Linked DNA regions of Rattus norvegicus: region 2 is linked to region 1. Evidence: chromatin contacts called from public Hi-C data. All regions are on one chromosome and are shown on one strand. Each heading gives the region's core, a stretch centred on a gene start, on an enhancer-like site or on the middle of the called end of the contact. The rest is flanking DNA. Distances are from core to core; before and after follow the strand shown.

Evidence for each region. Hi-C and Micro-C count contacts between places; a contact is called where the count stands out from the background.
Region 2: a contact with region 1 is called in a Hi-C map of psoas muscle, with 1.9 times the contacts expected there. The contact joins the promoter of Socs2 here to the enhancer-like site in region 1. A contact is called at or near these places in 5 of 12 Hi-C or Micro-C datasets (Schwann cells, kidney, liver and 2 more).

What each region holds. Positions count from the first base shown.
Region 1 is chr7:31,774,113-31,778,961 of GRCr8, reverse strand. All of the region lies in intron 3 of LOC134479863 (death domain-containing protein CRADD-like), which reads left to right. Among named protein-coding and RNA genes, the nearest start is that of Cradd, 63 kb to the left of the region's middle. Within about 2 kb of position 2,186, at least 9 of the 93 cell types and tissues checked have an H3K27ac peak or open chromatin away from gene starts, as enhancers often do. A contact at or near this core is called in liver, where this site is marked.
Region 2 is chr7:31,928,483-31,933,777 of GRCr8, reverse strand. It overlaps Socs2 (suppressor of cytokine signaling 2), which reads left to right and starts at 3,355. Exons shown (of 2, transcript NM_058208.2): 1 at 3,355-3,715. The coding sequence starts at 3,577.

The DNA.
Region 1 (4,849 bases), core at 937-3,436:
GTGTCTTTAGTTAGCTGACTAGTAATCTTAATTACACCTGTGAGTAGCATTATACCAACTACCTTAACGGCTTAACTGATAGGACTTTTGAAGTATTATCTCTGGAAGTTTGGGTACCATACCCCTCTAGTCACAGTTTTCAAAGGATGGCAACAGACATAGTCACTTCATCCTTTAAAGTGACTTTTAAACATTTTAAGGATTATTTTTTTTGTAAGATAAAATTGTAAACTCTGGTAACATCAAATATTACCCATTAACCATTTTTTTGAGTTTCTGCAACAATAAATATTTACCATAATTGTTGCTCCCCTCCTCCCTGCAATGAGACAGGATCTTACCATGTAGTACAGGCTGTCTTGGAATCCAGAGCCTTCCAGAATGGCCAGTGTGTGTCACCAAACCTAGCATGGTGTTTCTTTTCTTTCTTTCTTTCTTTCTTCCTTTTTAAAAGATTTATTTATTTTATTTATATGAGTACACTGTCACTGTCTTCAGACACACCAGAAGAGGGCACCGAATCCCATTACAGATGGTTGTGAGCCAACATTTGGTTGTGGGAATTGAACTCAGGACCTCTGGAAGAGCAGTCAGTGCTCTTAACCGCTGAGCCATCTCTCCAGCCCTAGCATGGTGTTTCTTAAGCTCAGTCTCTGCTTTGCAAAGTCTTCTCCAGTCTTTGGTTTTTGATATTATAATGGATGCTTACAGTATCTGAACATACGGTACCTGAACATACACTACCTGACCATACAGTACCTGAACATACACATTTATGGAATAGACATAATAGTATTAAAAACAATTGTCTTAAAAACAATGCTTTGCATGTAAACCCTGATTTCAGCCTTGGAGAATTTTTTAATGTACTAAATACAATTACTCTAGAATTCAATTTTCAGTGAGAAAACCAGGTCTCCCGACGTCACTGTCATCGGTGCACTAGCAGCTTCCTGTTTGTGGGGCATGGGAAGGCCTCGTCATCTCTTAGAGATCAGAGTGCCTCTTAACATCTCATTAGGCTTGTTTTTATGTCCCAATTTACCGTTTACAAAATTTCATCACGATTGCTATATAAATCCTATTGTTTCCTTTCAGAAAATGCTGTGTGTGTGTGAGTGTGTGTGTGTGTGTGTGTGTGTGTGTGTGTGTGTGTGTGTGTTTCAGGCAAGCATTTTTACTGCGGAGTCAAGAAATAATTAGCTACATATTCACATGAAAACAGAAAAATTGGGTTTCTCTTGAACTCGTCTTGTTTCGAAAGAGAGATGTTTGACTCTTTCCTTCTGCTGAAAAGGTAAACTGTAAACTGCAGGGAACGTCATAGAAACATGGTTTTGGCAGGAACTTAAATGTACAGTCTGACAGACTGGAGGCATCTGACAGAATCAATCTCTCTCTCTCTCTCTCTCTCTCTCTCTCTCTCTCTCCCTCCCTCCCTCCCTCCCTCCCTGCCTCCCTCCCTCCCTCCCTCAGAGGTTCTGCTGGAGGCTTCCCTGATGATTCTCTGAAACAGGAAGCAATACTTGATTTTTGTTGTTGTTGTTGTTGTTGTTGTGGGTTTTTTTTCTTTGTTTTGGGCTTTCTGTTTTATAGAATGAAAAACCTTAGCAAAAAGAAGTCTTCTCTATTGTATACTTAAAAAACTAACTTTTTTAAGCCCAAGAACTCATGGTATTCCAGAATTTATTTTCAAGTTACATACTTGATATTAAGAATATATTTTCTCAAAGAAATAAAGCTGTCTATAAAGTATCTTGGATTTTCAACAAACCCAAAGCTCAGAGAAGTTAAATCTGAGTAAACACAGGACTCCAGTTTTGCATCCAGTCCTTCGTTGGACCTGGGATGTGCACATGCGATTCCAGCTCTGGGGAGATTAAGGAAGGAGGACTGCCGAGTTCAAGGCCAGCCTGGGCTACGGTGGGTTTTAAAACAACAGACAAAACGGACTCTGCTGCATTCGAACGGTGTCTTTAAAGGATAGTGCTTGTGTATAGCAGTTGCTCCACGGCCTTGAGACGGGGTCTGGAGGCGTCTGTAATCAAACACGTTGGTATTTCTGCAGCCACTGATGAATATTCACACACAGTGGCAGACATACAAACTATAAATAACCTCCTGTGAGCTCAGGTCAGCTTTTGTCAGCAAGCAAACCCGGGCCCGGGGAGTTCAGCCCAGGTCAGGCCTTGCTGCCAAATGAGTTATGAAGAAACGCTCGGCTTTAGAGCACTGGGAGTTAAGATCAGCACATCCCTCCTGAGCCGAGCTTTCCTTTTCTAACAGGAAGAACTGCACGAGTACGACACGTCTTGGCCATGGCAGAATGTCATTTCATGGTATAATATATCTAATGCCAAAGAATCAGCCTTGAACACATACATTATATGAACCCAGCACGTTACATACATGCCTGCCTTTATTTATTTATTTACTTACTTATTTATTTTGTGTTTTTGAGACAGGGTTTCTCTGTGTAGCCCTGGCTGTCCTGGAACTTGCTCTGTAGACCAGGCCGGCCTTGAAGTCAGAGATCCTCTTGCCTCTGGGTCCTGAGTGCTGGGATTAAAGGTGTGCACCACTGTGCACAGCAACCTATTATGTTCGTATATTTAGGGACGTATACACACACACACCCCACCATCACCACCAATTAAAGAAAGAGAGGCCATGGATTTGAAAGAGAGCGAGGTGGGGGGCACATGGGAAGGTTTGGAGGGAGGAAAGGGAAGGGAGAATCATGTCACTTTTAATAATCTCAAAAAAGAATAAACAAATTATTAGAAGCCCACGATTCCCATGCAGGAAACCATTGATCTTTTGTCGCAGTTCAGTGGGAGTGAAAGGCCTTCCAGTAACCACCAGGCTGGTGCTGGTTGGAGTGTGGGGTGGGAGCCATGGTCTGGGAAGTGTTGAGGGAACAGGGGAGAGAGCAGGGCCAGGGACTGACTTTCCTCCTACTCCCTTCCTCGCTTTGCTTCTCCTCTCCGTTCTTCCTTCCATACCTGGCTTTGAGAAGCAGCTAAGCCAAGGTCTCAGGCTCAGCAGTCCTTTTCTCTGTGTGCAGAATGTCAGATGGTTTGCTTAAGTGGTAGACTGGAAAACGTTGTGTATGTGTGTGTGTGTGTGTGTGTGTGTGTGTGTGTGTACTCGCGCGCATGCACGCTCATGTGCACACATGCACTTGCTTGTACTTCCCAGGATACTTGAGAAGATTGTGAGCGTTTTGATGAAAGTCAAGAACTGTTTAGTCAATAGCAGTGCTCTTCCTCATCGACCCCGCCCTCTTCCTCATCGACCCCGCCCCCTTCCTCATCGACCCCGCCCTCTTCCTCATCGACCCCGCCCTCTCCCTCATCGACCCCGCCCTCTCCCTCATCGACCCCGCCCACGGCCCTGAAACTTTACTCAGCCTCCTGGTACTGTGAGATTCAGGAACTCGGGCCGGAGTACAGATACAGTATAGCGTAGGTTGATAGGACGGGAAAGAGAGAAGGTCCTCAGACGGTGAGAACAACAGCTGTGCTGGGGTGACGGGAAGTGATGCGCAAAGGTCTGAAGGATCCAGAGTGTGGGTTGTTGTATCTCACCTAATCACGGGCTCTGGCCTTCTGCCTTCCATAAACCATATTATTAAGAAGTTTCTGGGAAAAAAATCATTTTCAATCTCCCTTGCAGTTTGGGTAAAACTAGATGTTTTGGGGACTTAACTTGAAATGGTTGTCACCATGAAGGCCGGTGTAGGGTGTGGTAAGAATAAGTCTACTGGAAACCACTAAAAGTTGCACAGTGATTTCCCAGCGTTATCGTGGGTCCTGTTGGTGGCACGCCGGGTATTTACCTTAACTCCACGAATTCTCTCAATAACATTAAGTGCTTAATGTGTGCTAGTCGATGTTCTGGGGATATGATTGTTAACGAACGGCATAGACAAGATCCCGTTGTCATGGAAACATCGAAGAGTAGTTTGTTCAGAAACATCAAGATCAGGATGGGTGAGTGGGTGGGGGCTCCTGATATGGGTGGTTAGAAATCTGTCTGAGGAGGTGACAATGAGGTCGGCTCTATCTGCAGAGGAGCAGAGTTAGCCTTGTAAGGCCAGCAAGGCCAGAGGATGAGGAGGAACCTGACGTGCTGGACCCTCGTGAGTAGGCGGGTGAGGGCCAGGACGGACATGCCAAGCTTTGCCAGCCTTGGACAGGAGTGTGGGTTTTACCCCCAGAACACGAAGCTCCTAAGGCTTTTCGTCTGGGGAGAAAGGCAATCGGCATGAGTCTACTTTGTCTCTCCAGCGGATTCCTGCAGTGTTAAAAAAAACCTGGCGGGGAGCAAGGCTAGTCCAGTGACACGTTTGCTTTTAACTCAAATGCGAATAATTTGAAGTCACTGTCCCTCTTCTTCTTTGTTAAGTTTTTCACTCGAATACTATTTACTGTCATTGTTAGTGTCCCTTGTAGGTCAAAGGACACGTGAGCAGTCATCTCTGGAACACTGGTCAGCCTCCCTGCTCTGTCTGTTTGGGCCTTCTCCTTCCCTCTTTTCTTCTCTCTTACAGACTTTGTCTGTCTGCCTTCCAACACCTGCGGCCAGCAGTCAGTGAGCTTTTACCCCTGGCCCTCACTTTGCTCCCCAGTATTGGGATCAGGATACCTTTTTATGCACATGTATTGCACGACTTCTAGGGGCATCCTTTCTCCCATGCACTGCTTTGCTCTATAAAACTCGGTTCACTGTAACAAACACAGAAAGCCCCTGTGCCTTCGAGGCGCTCATGTTTCCTTACAGGAGTGGATAAATCCACTGGAGCAAAGTCTGCCGGACATCTGTGGTGAACTCGACAAACATCGTT
Region 2 (5,295 bases), core at 2,106-4,605, 150 kb before region 1:
TACCAAGAAAGGATCAACCACACATTAACGCGTTGGTCCTCGTGAACCCTAGACATTTTTAGAGGTTTAAAACTTTTAATTTGGGCCTCCCTCCCACTCCACAGGAACTCCAGACCGATCTGCTTTGTCCATTCATGTGAACCTTTCACCGATAGCCTGTTTTTAATTTTACAGAAAAGGTTAGGGAGCTAAAGAAGGTAGGCGCCCTGCTCAGTTATTCACCTGTTTTGCACAGGCTTTCTAAAACTTCAGCAAGCGCCATCCTTCCCATCAAAGATTCCAAGAAAACAGCCGCCTCCATGCACGCGAATCCATCGCTCACAAAGCCCCTGTAAGCTGCCTTATGTCCTCCCCTCTCACTCACTGTTTTGTATGTGCATAGAATTTTCTAAAGAGAAAAAAATTACTGCGGATAAAAATTGGTTCGGGGTTCCTGGCCTTGGAATTGGCTGGTTGTGTTTCCTTCCAGGGCCGGCAGGCGGGGCACCAGACAAGGCTTGGAAGCCGCGCCTCCCCACAACCTCTCCTGGCCTCCCTTGCCCAACTTCCCCAAAGTCACAGCTTCAACTAAAAGTGGCTATTGACCTTTCAAGCTTTTGAGCAGTGATGCAACAGAATAGTTTTCAAAGAAAAATGGTTATCGAAATTTTGAATCAGGTTTTCCCATGAGTGTTACTTTTTGTTTGTTTTTCTGTAAAAAAAAGAAAAAGTAGGTCACATTCAAAGTGGGTCACGTTTCAGGGGCTGGTGTGACTGGATGCAGGCTGGGAGGCTAGGGGGCCTCTTACAGAGTGGGAGGTGAGGGTCCCAAGAGGAAGGAAGTACTGGGATCAATCCGAATTCCGGGTCCATGGCTTTCAGGGAACTACAAGGACAAACGCACCAGGCCTGTCACCCCGTACCCCACCGGGGCACAGGAAAGGGCATCTCCTCTGTAGGCCCAGCAGGTGGCCAGGTTGGGTCTCCGGAAGGACGAGCAGGAATTGAGCTGAGGAGGAAAGGAGGAGCTCGGCAAGGCTGGTGCAGGGGACTACGGGTCAGAGCTCCAGGGGAAGGGATTGAGAGCACTCTGTGCAGCTTTAAGGAGGCGCTCAGCAACACGCGCTCTTGACCTTCTAGGATGCTGGCGGAGGGGACAGCCTCTGGTTCGCTCCCTGAGGTCCCCGGGACTGGTGGTCGACCTGGGCACTGGCCTGCTAGCTAGGGTTCTGTGTGTCTTAGGGAGGGAGGGACCGATTTCTGAGCCCCGCCTCTCCCCCCCCCCCACGCCGGTCCCGCACCCGGTACAGAGGAGAGGAGGGTCGCGTCTGGCAGGCGCACTAGAGTGTGGATGGCTAGCATAAAGGTCCCCTCCTCCATGGTGACTGGGGAGAAGAGGGGCTAACTGCTATTCGTAGGACCAAGGAGCTCAGCTGATGCGGACAGGGGCCAGTACTGTCCGCTTAATAGGCATTGGCTGGGGACTTCTCCTTGTCCCCCGAGGTGCAGGGTCAGAGGAGGGCGGAGTCGCAGGCTTCCACACCGCAGTCACCGGTACCCGCAACGGCTCTCAAACCGGCTCCCTTGAAGCCTGCGCATTAGCGCCGGGGCCTCTTTAAAGCGCTGGCGGGGGCTGCGGTCACGTGAGGCGGATTCCTGGAAAGTTCCTGGAAAGCGGCCTCCGCAGCGGCCGGGCGGGGCGCGAGGGGCGGGAGGCGGGGGAGCGAGGGAGGCGCGTCGGGCTGGGAAGTCGCGCGCACACTCTGCTCCGGGGACAGACGTTTAACTCTTGCCAAGTCTCGCCGCCTCTGCGGCTCGCGGGCCTTGGGCTTCTCCCCTGAAGCATGAGCCTTTCCTCCGGCAGCCGCCAACGCTGCGCGGATCGCGGACAGTGCGCGCCGGGGCTCCAGGCGCGCGGCCTCAAGATCCCTTGCGCCCGGAGCCCGGAAGCTTGCGGCAGGTACCGCTCGCGAAGCCCGAAGGTTCCGCCCGGGGGACAGTGGCCAGGGAGGGCGGCGGGGTGCGAGCACGGGAGCGGCGGACTGTCTGGGCTTCCGCAGTTTAGGACGCCCCAGGAGAGTTCAAGTCAGGGCTCTGTCCCATCCGGACTCAACTGCCTCCTCTCCCGGGTTCCTTCTCGGCGTCGGGAAATCTTCGGAGCACCCCCATTCCCCAACAACTGTTATCCAAATTTATAATCCTAATAACCTGATCTCCCGCTCCTCCCCGCCAGCCTCCGCCCTTGCTCCCCCACCCCACCCCTACTCTTTCGCCCATCTCCGCCGCAGCTGGAGGGAAACCCGGCACTGGCGAGCAGGGGTGTCAGCCTGGGGCGGAGAGGGGGGACGCTAGGCGACGATCCTTGGGATTTTTGTCTGCCTTTGGCGCAGAAAAATACGGCTGCTCCTACTGAGCGCAGAGCCGGTTGCATCCCTAGGCATCTCGTTCCACAAATAAAACGTCACTCGGGGAACTCAGACGGACACCCCTCCTCGCCCCCCGGCTCCCCCGCCCCGTGTCCGCTGGGGAGGCTGCCTGGTGCGGAGGCGGCAGTCGCCGTGGCGGAGGTAAGCCCTCAGTCCCAGTTGATGGCATAGCCCGCTGCGCTCGCTGCTGCGGGCTCAGTCCCGGCCTCATTTGGAGCTCCGGCGGGGGCTGCACGCTCAGGCCGATTCCTCGACAGCGCCCGCGTTGGCAGCTGCTGGAGCGGCGGTCCGTGTTTTGGAGCGACCGCCGCTGCGCCCCCCGTCCGTCCTCATCCGGAGCGTGCTCCGGGAAGCGGCAGGAGTGGGGGCGAGGCCGCCTGTGAGGCGGGGATGCAGCGGCTGGCGCACCGCTAGCGCACCGCAGCACCCTCGGCTGGCGACCCAGGAGCCCTGCGGCGCTTTAGGGCGTGGAACCAGGTTTTGCCGGATGCATCCTCCCCTAGGGCCCTGGGGCTGCTGGAAATGTAGGATGGAAATGCCAAGTGCAGAGAACTGCCCTGTTCTTTGTGTTTATTGTTTTTTTCCCGGCGACTTGCCCGTGACGAAGGCCTATCCGGACCCGCAGGTGACTGACTGTTTCCCAAGCTGCCTGAGTGTGATTCCTGCACACAGTTCTTGGGCGGGAAAACACCTTGTTTACTCTCATCCTGTCTCTGTCCTCACCCCTCCACTCAGGCCAACTTCAGTATCTTGGATCTCTGCCCTTTTTACCGGTCTTTCCCCCAGAGTTGGGCAGGGCGTTAGCTGGATGCTCGGGGTTAAATGGTACAGAAGCACACAGGCGGAGGAGTCCCTGGGATTTTCCACGTGTCTGTTTACCCACCCCCACCTCGGCCGTAGGGGTCCAGTCCAGACTGACCCAATCTCTGCCGCATTTGTTTCTTCACAGGCGATCTGTGGGTGACCGTGTCTGCGAGAGACTTTGCCATACCATTTTGCGGGAATTTGGAGAGAAACAACCAGCTGCTTCCAGTCCCCTCCCCCTCCGCCACCATTTCGGACACCCCGCACAGACTCGTTTTGGGGTACCCTGTGACTTCCAGGAAGCACGCGAGGTCCTTTGGCCCCAGCTCGGGCGACCACCTGTCTTGGACGTGTTGACTCATCTCCCATGACCCTGCGGTGCCTGGAGCCCTCTGGGAATGGCGCGGACAGGACACGGAGCCAGTGGGGGACAGCGGGGTCGCCGGAGGATCAGTCCCCGGAGGCGGCGCGTCTGGCGAAGGCCCTGCGTGAGCTCAGTCAAACAGGTAGGGAGCGGACTACTGGCGAAGAGTGCGAAACGGGGCGACCCTATCCCCACCCTACTCAAGGCGGTGGCGGAGAGCGCGGCTGGGACGCGGGCCCAGGTGGGGAGCACTGAAAGCGATGGAACTATGTCTCATCGCGTCCGGTCCCGGCTCTGGGGCTCGGGAACCGCAGAGAGGGATGCCCGGATCTTAGGTGACCACAGAATGAAAGTGACCGAGGCTTGGGCGAGGGCGGGGAGCGTGCTGGGCTCCTTGGAAATGCTCTCCCAGAGTGGTGGAGCCTAGGCTGCTTTCAGCCGGGACTCGGGCTCGCACCCGCGTGGGAGAAAAGCAGCCAGCGGCTCCCTTAACGCCGGGTACGCGGGCGGCCAGTGGGCTCTGCTGCCTCCTGTCTGTGCTGCGAGTGCTCCCGGGAGCAGCCGCCGATGCCTGCCGCAACCCGGGATGATGGCAGCCAAGTTCTGACTGAGACCTACAGACTGTATGGATCGCAGCTGCGGGGGTAGCCTGGTCGAGTGCAGCTTCCTGCATCTGAAAGCAAAGAAGAGAAAATTATATTTTCTCCTATTAGTTCGAAAACAATTTGGGTCTTAAAAATCTGACTTCTGAAAACTTAACTTTGAGGCAAGACAACTTTTGGTAGCAGTAGATCTTGGGAAAGAAAAAAAAAGTTCTAGTCTTTCCTTTCAGCCCTGGGCTTTCCTCAGGAAAGTTTCCCGGTAATATTTTGTGATTTTGTGTGTGTGTGTGGGGGGGATGTGTGTGGGGGAGAGCTGTCGGTTGAAATAGGGGGCACTTTGTTCAAAGTTATTAAACGAAGTATCTTGAGTTATTTTTGTAAGTGAAATGCAGAACATAGTCAAGACGGATCAAATGGAGATTTCAGAGGACAGGGGTTATAATACAGTTTGAACCAGGGCAAAGTCCAAAAGAATATAGTGAAGACTGTAAACTAAGAGCACCAGGGCTTGGTCTTCCCCAGAAACTTAGGTAGTTGTAATCAAGCAGTCCACAGTAGTGCCTTCTAGGGCTTCGAACAGAGGCTAAACATTACAATTTTTTCGGGGGTCGGGTCAGGGGGCTACTGGTCAGTCAAAAAAGTTGCTTTTTTTTTTTTAATTATGACTGTTAATGAGTTCTCCACTTTCTCCCCTAACTTCTAATTTAGTTCTAATTTACTTAGGTTTTTGTCTCAGTTAAACTGTACTGAAATTATCTCTCTTTTTTCTCAGCCAATATGTCTGTCATATCGCACAAGTTACTTTGGCTCAGAAGAAAACTGTAACATAATTTAAAGAAAAGCTACAGAAAAATCATTTAAAAAGAAAAAAATGGTTTACTGTTGTGCCTAGGATGGACTTAAGTTTTTATTAAATAAAAAAAGATTCGTGGTAGGCCTTGGCATAAACTTTCACTCACAGGCTTTAAAAAAAAAAAAAGGTATAACAAGGGAAATTAGTTGAGCATGGTGGTGCAGGCCTTTACATCCCAGGACTTGGGAGATGAATGCCAAGATTATCCTTGGCTACAAAGTAAAACTGAGGCCAGCCTGTGCCACAGGAGGCCCCGGTCTCAAACCA